2 separate regions of the Rattus norvegicus genome follow, and region 1 is linked to region 2. Evidence: chromatin contacts called from public Hi-C data. All regions are on one chromosome and are shown on one strand. Each heading gives the region's core, a stretch centred on a gene start, on an enhancer-like site or on the middle of the called end of the contact. The rest is flanking DNA. Distances are from core to core; before and after follow the strand shown.

Evidence for each region. Hi-C and Micro-C count contacts between places; a contact is called where the count stands out from the background.
Region 1: a Hi-C map of frontal cortex shows a contact between it and region 2, with 2.9 times the contacts expected there. The contact joins two enhancer-like sites. A contact is called at or near these places in 2 of 12 Hi-C or Micro-C datasets (frontal cortex and hepatocytes).

Annotation. Positions count from the first base shown.
Region 1 is chr2:84,139,538-84,143,811 of GRCr8, reverse strand. No RefSeq gene overlaps it. Among named protein-coding and RNA genes, the nearest start is that of Ropn1l, 23 kb to the left of the region's middle. Within about 2 kb of position 2,606, at least 10 of the 93 cell types and tissues checked have an H3K27ac peak or open chromatin away from gene starts, as enhancers often do.
Region 2 is chr2:84,044,710-84,048,929 of GRCr8, reverse strand. The region is part of intron 1 of Ankrd33b (ankyrin repeat domain 33B); the gene reads left to right. Among named protein-coding and RNA genes, the nearest start is that of Ankrd33b, 23 kb to the left of the region's middle. Within about 2 kb of position 2,114, at least 14 of the 93 cell types and tissues checked have an H3K27ac peak or open chromatin away from gene starts, as enhancers often do.

The DNA of each region.
Region 1 (4,274 bases), core at 1,357-3,856, 94 kb before region 2:
GTGACATCAGAAGACCGAATGAACAGGTAAAATAAATTGAGCAATGTGACGTGTTGATGCCAGGGGTCTGTAGAGAGTGACTGCCGCCACCCCACCAGGAGGGAGCAGTCCTGTGGTATCCTGTGCTGAGTTAGAGGCAGCTAACCTCAGATCAGAAGAGCTTCATGTCCCAGTGAGTTACCACCGTAGCCCTAACCTCATGTTCAGATCAACGTAGAGTGGAGTTAGCAAGGATGTAGCCAGAAGGGCAAGCCATTGCACACCAGGGGCCTGGAAGGTGCTCTTCAGGGAAGCCTCAGTCTGGAAAGGCGTTTGGGTTAATAGCACTTGGGCTTGGGTGGAAATGCTTTTCTCTCAGACCCATTGTGGGCCACATCCTGGGTCAAGAAGGAACTTTGCATGCCACTGAGTTCTCACCCTCAGACACTCCTGTCATCACATTTTATGGATGAAGACACAGCTCCTTGTCCAAGTTCATTTGGTTGAAACGGGATGTTAGTGGCATGGCAGAAAAACCGAGGAAGTCTGCCTTCAAAATGAAGGCAGAAGAGAAATGTGGCTCCTAAGATTGGGGCAATGTCAGGATGGGGTGAAGGTTAATTTCTTGGTTCCCAATTGGAAGGTATGTAGGACAGGATCCCTGCAAGGGACACTTGAATAGAATTTGAGAGGAAGGTTTCATGGAAAATAATTCGCCAAGTGTGTAGGAGATGTCTTAGTCTGTTTTCATTGCTATAGCAGCACACCAGATTGCTTACAGAGCATGCAGATTTATCCCTCTCACAGTTCTGGTTCCCAGTTGGGGGACTGCCTTACCGAGGGGACCTCTCCAGGGTCCTGAGGCCGCAAAAGAGCTTCACCCAGCTCAGACAGCAGCCGCTGAGCTGGGACCTTGACTGTGTTTCTTCCCTATGCTGTGTTCACGATCCAGTGTTATGCATGGGTTCGTACTCTGAATAGAATCACACATTAGTCCAGAAAAAGTTCCAAAGCATCTAAAGAAAATATAGGCAGAGAAACAAAAGTCGAAGGTTGGTTATGCAAAACTGTGCTTGAGATGTATACAGAAATAGATTGCTTGTTCCATGCGGGCAGAGGCTGCGTACACAGCTTCCCAGAGAGTTTTGTAGCAGCAGACCTTACAGAGAGCTCTACTCTGGGCAGCTTTCTCTGGCATCCTAGAGGGCAGATGTCTAACAAGATGAAACCATGTCCTCAGACTGTCCACATGAACCAGGCAGTAGGCTCCTCTCTCCCTCCCAGCTGTTGGAGCTCATCTTCCAGCCCTTGGGCCAGTGGCCAGTCTTTTAATCTGGTCTTCCAATCTGCAGGATACCCTTCTCTTCAACCAGCCAATCCTGCTGTAGCGCCTGAGCCTGTATTAAACTCTCCTTGTTCAAATCACTGGGCAGCTGCTTTCTCTTCACTGGGTCCAGACGGACACGCTCCTTGACAGCACACCACACACAACTTAAAAGGAGATGCTGCTCCGTCTCTCATGGGCAGACAATACTGAGGGCACATGGCCAGAGCACGGGTCTTCAAGGTAAGAGACTGGCTTTGGAGCTAAGTGTGGGCTTTTGAAGGTGAGAACTTCTCAATCTTTGCCCTCATCTGTAGTCTGCAGATGATAATGGCCTTCGTGTAGATGGAGCAAAAAGCTAAGCTGCTGCAATGAAGTCATGTTGTGAATGAAAGCACATGGCTGATTCTCTAAAGGGACCCTGGGACGAGGGCTTCTTCATGAAAGAACTCCTGTGTTCCATGGGTCCTCCAGGAAAGCTGGTATCTCCATCCTCTCAGTTTGCCGTCCTCCTCTCTGCATGGTTGCCATTCACAGGAAGAGGTTAGTAGCCCAAGGAGGAAGAGCACATACTCATATATTGAGACCCAGACTCAGAAATGCTGCCTTCCACTGGGGCTAGGAAGTAAAAGAGACCAAGGATAGGGCTTCAAGTGTTGAAAAGGATACCCTCAATGACCTAAGGACCCACAATAGACCCCACTTCTTACAGGGCCCACCATCTCTCAACAGCACCCATGAACAGATTTATAATGGATCCAGAGGATAGTTGACAGACTGCACGATTCCCTGGGTCCTCATTCTCCTGAAATCCAGCCCACCCTGGCCTTCTGGATGAGCACTGAAAACCTCCAGCAGCTTCCCCACCTCGTGCATAGAAGTTCTTCAAAACTGACTCATGTTTTCTGAACTTTCAGCCATTGCTCCATATGCAAACACCCAGGAAACCTGAGCTCAGATTTCTCGAGTCCCAGATGGCTTCTAATTTGTGACGTGGGAGGAAAACTCTGTATTCCCTAGCAGATGTACAGGGGCTGCTGCTATTCATCTCACCACCACTTCCGACTTTCAGCATGGAAAGTTTCTCCCAAGCTCTATTGGTCTTAATTCTAAAATGTTAAAACAGAATGATGGGGGTGCGCATGCCTTTCCCACCAAGCCAAAGCCATTACCAAACAGACTATAGGTCACTGGGGTATCCCTTCAACCCCTGGGGGCTTGAAGACTCACCCTTGGTCTCTTTTACTTCCTAGCTATGGATTAAGCAGTTTTGCTCTGTCCCATGTTCTTGGAATGTCCTCTGCCTTCAGGAGAAGCTCAAGAAGCAAAGGTCTGCTCAGCCATAGAGTAGATCCCAAACCACGAGCCACAACAGACCTCACTTTATAATTTAGTTACTTCAGGTGTTTGGTTGTAGTTACAGGAAGCTGACTGACATGCTATCTATGGTAAGTCAGCATTCCAGGACCCATGGTAAGATTTTGAAAATATGGACCTACCTAAGTCTCATAAAACTATCTTGACATAGGACTGTCATGACCATTGGAGCTGGGCAAAGGGAAGCAGAACATGGTGGAGAACTGAACTAAAGCTTCCAAACTAGCCAGGAGTGGATTTGCAATTAAAAATCAATTTGGTTGCTGGAGCCCAGCAAGTTTTCTCTGTAGAACATCAACCAGGAAACAGTTTAAGGCTTTGCAGGACACATGTCTCCTACCACGACTACTCAGCCACTAACAATGTGAAGTGAAAAGTGCATTTGTGTCCAGGGAAATTTTATTGTTGGGGACGTAGAGATGGCCCAGTAGTTAAGAGAGAACACCGGAGGAGTGATGGCTCAGAGGTTAAGGGTGCACACTGCTCTGGCAACGGACCAGGGTGGAGTTCCCACTACCGATGCATCCATCGCAACCATCTATCAATCACTTCAGTTCCCAAAGACCCAAGGTCTTCTTCCTGTCTCCAGAGTCAGGTGGTGCACGTGTACACAAGCAGGCAAGACGTTTATACACGCTATATTTTTTATATACACGTTATAAAAATAAATCTAAGAAAACCCTTAATCACTCAACACCAAAGTCACAAGCTTATATAAATGTGCATCATTAACTTTTATGCTTCACCTCTTCGGTTAATTAATTATGTATAAAATCATTCTTAGCTCACTGCTTACACTTCCCTCTCACCTCATGAACTTCATGCAACTGACCTGGATGCTCTTTAGTTTTTTGGAGTTGTCTCCTAACACGTCACCCTCTGAGCACTGCTGGTCCCTGGTACCATCCTGGAAGCTCTCAGTCTTCCCCTGGGAGGTAGGTCCTGCTCTTGTCATTCACACTAAACTGGACAGTGTATGGCATGAGGTGGGACAAAGCCCTGCAGATACCAGGAAAGGAAGGTAGGATGAGCACTCACAGGAGCTGAGGATGAGGGATGCTCAATTGATCAGTCTCCTAGAAGTGGATGACAGAGGGCACCTGCTACTGTGCTCCGGAAGAGGATGCTGAGCCTGGTACTCTCAGTACCAACCTGGAGAGGGGACCACTGCTGAGGGAGGTCTGGTCAGACAGAAGCTGCTCGCAGTGCCTTCTCACCAGAGCCTTCCATCAGCCCGCCCTGACGACTCTCCTCCTAGAGCATGATCAGCAGTGTGTGTCTGCCTGGCCATCCAGGCTGGGGATAAACACACTCGCTTGCCTGGGTTACACTTACTTCATTGGTGTGCGTTTGGGAACGGGGGAGCAGCTGGAATTCATGTTTCCTGGGAAGGAGCAGGTGGAAGCGGAGGGGACCTGGTGGTTTCTGGGAATCCGCATCCTCCATAAAGTACGAGAGAGTGAATACTTGCGGTTTGCACAGACTGCCGTGACTGTGCATCTGCTGCTGTAGAGGAGAAGCAGCTGCTGTCAGCCCCGGGAAGATGAATGGGGCAGCTGCTCAGGCACGGCCTCTGGAGCTCCCTCTGGGCTCC
Region 2 (4,220 bases), core at 865-3,364:
GTGTTGTTATATGACAAGTAGCCCCGGATGGCTGACCTCCCTCTGGAGAGTTGCCACAGGCACAAGGCAGACTGTTGCAGGCTGGCTTGTGGTCAGTGCAAGTCCATTCTTCTGGGTTACCTTTCCCTTAGGGCTAGCTCTGGGTGTCCTTATAGTAATGACACGCGTCACAGGCTTGCTGTCATTGGCTGGCTGTGTCCTTATGTCTTCCCAACCATTAACTCCCTGTTGTGACTGCTTTGCGAGTTCCTCCTTTGCTTGCTGCCAGCTTGGTTCTCTGCAGCCTGGCTGCACTGTCACCAGGGGAGCTGAAGCTGGTTTCAGAGCTTTCACCTTTCTGGGGACTGGGCTTGCCATGCCTGCTTGGCTGGAAGGGGGTTGTGTCCACTAAATTTTTGTTCTGTTGAGGCAGCATTTCACGATGTAGCACTGGCTGGCCTGGAACTCCCTGTGTAGACCGGGCTGATGTGCCTACATCCTCCTCCCAATTGGCTACCATACTCAACTGTGTAAAGTTTAGGAAATATTTAGTGATTTTATTGATTTCAGGAGGAGATGGTGTGTAGGGTGCCCTGTCTTGCCATTGAAACCGGCAGTCTCTGTTTTTTTTTTTCCCCACATAGTTTTACTAAGGAGTATTACATTTTCACACAGCCAGAGCCAACCCATTTGCTTATGGTTTGTGGTTTGCCATTGAGCTTCAAGCCACCCTTTCTAAGTCAAGTTTATAGAAGGAGTCATCTGAGTTTCTTCCCAGGGTCTTTATGGCCGTATGCCTACTGATCCGTTTTAGGGCTAAAGTATCATTTGTTTGTTTTTGTGGGAAGGGCCGGGATGCATGCCACGGTATGTGTGTTTGTGTAGATCAGAAGACAATGTGTAGGGACTCCATTCTATTTTTCCTATCAGGCAGAACTTAAGTGGACAGCAGCAAAAACTCTCTTTGAGGCCCCCCCCCCCCTGCTTTGTGTTCTGGGACACGGATTTTTAACTCTGTAGTCCCTGCTGGTTCAGAAATTACTGTGTAGCCAGCCTGGTCTTTAAAGCATAGTAAGGCCTGTCAATATTAGGATTTGAGGCATGTGTTCTCATGCTCGGTGGGGTGTGTGTGTGTGTGGTGAGTGGGTGTGTTGAGACACGTCAATTTAGTCTCCGGCTACCCTGGAGATCGCAATCCTGCTGCTTCCTTTTGAGTTGTGGGATCGCAGGCATGTGCCACCACCACACCTGGCTTTAGGCATGTGTTTTTATTGTTCAGTTATTAACTTGCTCAAACAAAGTTGTTTGTGTATTTTTTTCCATCGTCCAGGTATTTCCCTAACACTTAACCTTTACAGACAAAGGGCTGTTTCTGGGCCGTCTGATCTACCTATACCCCCATCACTTTGTATTCTCACTCCTGTGTTTTATTTTCCTCTCTCTTATTTTGCTGAAGTATCAGACACACATTTAGAAAACTTATTTAGAAGCCCCTGAGCTTGCAGCGAATTGTGGTGGTTTTCCCCCCCAGACCGCTTGCCTGGCTGCTGCCCAGAGTGATGGATCTCTTTCCACCATATTCGCTTCCACTTTCATTCCATCTGGTCGGGACTGGCCGCATTTCTGGCAGGGAACCTGCTCACTCATGATGAGTCTTGATTTATCAGTTCAGGGTGGCGTTCACGACTCTCTGTTGTGGCAGATGGAGTGTTTTGTTCCTACCCCTCATTTTCCCCCTCTTGAGTCAGACTGGGCCAGCCATCTGCATCATTTCATATGTATTATTGTAGGGCGGGCTTGCGTGCGTGCGTGCATGCGTGCGTGGGTGGGTTGCTACGTGGGTGCGTGCGTGCGTGCGTTCGTTAGTTCATGCGTCCGTGCGTGCGTTCGTTAGTTCATGCGTCCGTGCGTGCGTGCGTCCGTGCGTGCGTGCGTCCGTGCGTGTGTTCGTGCGTGCTTGTATTTAGAACAGGTTTTGACTCTGTAGCCCAGGGTGGCCTCAAACTTGAGCTCCGTCTGTCCTTGGCCTGCAGGCTATTGGGATCATAGATGTAGATATCTACCACCAAGCCCAACCTTACCTGTTTTATTTTGACGTCAGCACCACACCCTTCACTTCTAGCTTCTCTGGTAGATAAAGGAATTGCCCCACACCCTTCCATGTCTGCTTCTTCTGTCTTCAGTACCTTTCTGCAGACAAGATTAATGGCATTTTCTTGACTTTGTAACTGTGCCAAGACATCAACTTTCTAGTTTGATTTCACAAACTGGAAACAAGTAAAATTTGTATTGTTGTAATACAGCATTGCTTTGGTGAAGTGCCACCTGGTGAGACAGGGTCACCTCTCCTTTTTGGTGTGGTAAGTTTCACGCTACCTTGGCTTATCTTTTACTCGGTCTTTTTCCTTTTTGGGGGGTGAAGCCTTAGCTATTAACCCATTATTCTTTACAAAATATAAAGCAAAACTGGTGTTTCATACTTCCATCCCGGCAACTTCCTTTAGGCACTGCTCCAGGTATTAGAGAGCAAGTGTCTGAGGCATGTGATCAACCTCCCTGCACCTGAGTCCAGAGTGATGCAAGGGGCACATGCACTAAAGCTGCAGCCATGGTGACTTTGAGCAGCCAGAAGTGACTAGGGTCCCCCAGTGAGTCACAGGCAGCAATCATCCTTCTACTGTCTGCTTGTGGGTAAAGGATTGCTTGCATACAATTCTCTACCTGGTGAGGATCTTAGATTAAAGGACTGGCCTGGAACTTCTGAGCCCCAGGAGTCCCCCCCCAGAGCTACATCTCCTAGAATGATAAGCTCTGGCAGGGCTTCTTCCTGATCTGGTGGTGTCTCTTTAAAGATTTGTTTGTTTACGTGTGTGTGTGTGTGTGTGTGTGTGTGTGTGTGTGTGTGTGTGTATGGGTGAAGGTCAGAGGACAACTCAGGTCATCAGATTTGGCAGATTTGGCAGCAAGCACTTTAAGCTGCTGAACCCTGAAATCCCTGTCGGTGAGGGCTGCCCTGATGGCCTCCTCTCCATTTTCCTTTGGTCGTTTTTAAAGCGGCAGCAAACATTTGCAAAGTGTTTGCTCTGTGCTCAGCTCACTCAGCTGCATTGTCCCTCTTGGTAGGAGCCCACCCAGCCTTCCGGTCAGTCCCTGGAAGAAGAAAAGGTACGCAAATGACCAGGGTTCTGAGTACTCGGCTGCATGGGATGGTCAGACTTTATTTTATTTTTTGCAAATGGGCCAAACAAATGCCTGCTTTTACAACAGGTGCCACTGACAGGGTGCAACTGAGGCTGACAGGACCCTACTTCCCACCAGGGCTGGGAGCCCAGAGATGTCCCCTTTCTTTGTACCTCTCAAGTAAATTGCTGTTTTTGTTTTTGTTTTTTAATAACTGTTTTCATCTTTTTAGGTTTATTTTATGTATAACTGATATCTTTCTATATATCTGAGCTGATTAATTTATATCTACTTGGGTTTAATTTATATCTATGTGGGTTATGTTACCCACGAAGGAAAAAATGTCTTTGATTAAAGGAATGGGGTACAATGTTTTGGGTGCCTAAATCACTTTTTTTCTCACAAGCTCTTGTACAAAGCTTGGGTTCTGCATATTGCTGCAAAGAAAGAGCAAAAGCAGCTGTCAGAGGCAGCCCGGTGAGCCAGCGGAACAAAGCAAACGCACCTGCCCTCTGGTGTGCAGGCAGGAGAGTTACTCCCTGAGAGTTGTAAAGGCACCTAGGATACACAGCTGCAGACTTCCTGGAAGAGGAGGTGTGGCCACTCCGTTAACGCCCTTGAAAGAGTTGTGCCAGTAGGCACAGTTTCTACGTTTCTTTGAGGAATATGTAGGACCCACTGTTTAGCCCAGATTGGCCCCAACTTAGATTTCTTCTTGCCTCTTAAAATGCTAAAGTTTATAAGACAACCAGCCAACTTCTCTTTCCCCTTTCTACTTCCTCTTTGTCTCATAACCATATTCATCTCTGTGATAAATTTTCTGGTGTTAAGAATAAAATCCAGGGGTTTGGGGATTTAGCTCAGTGGTAGAGCACTTGCCTAGCAAGCGCAAGGCCCTGGGTTCGGTCCCTGGCTCCAAAAAAAAGAAAAAAAAGAAAAGAATAAAATCCAGGGATCCCAGGAATCCTGCTTCTCTCTGGGCCAGCCTCTCACTCCCTTTTCTCAGCTCAGACTCCCCATCTTGCTCACCCCATATTCTGTTCCCTGCTACCTCCTCCAGT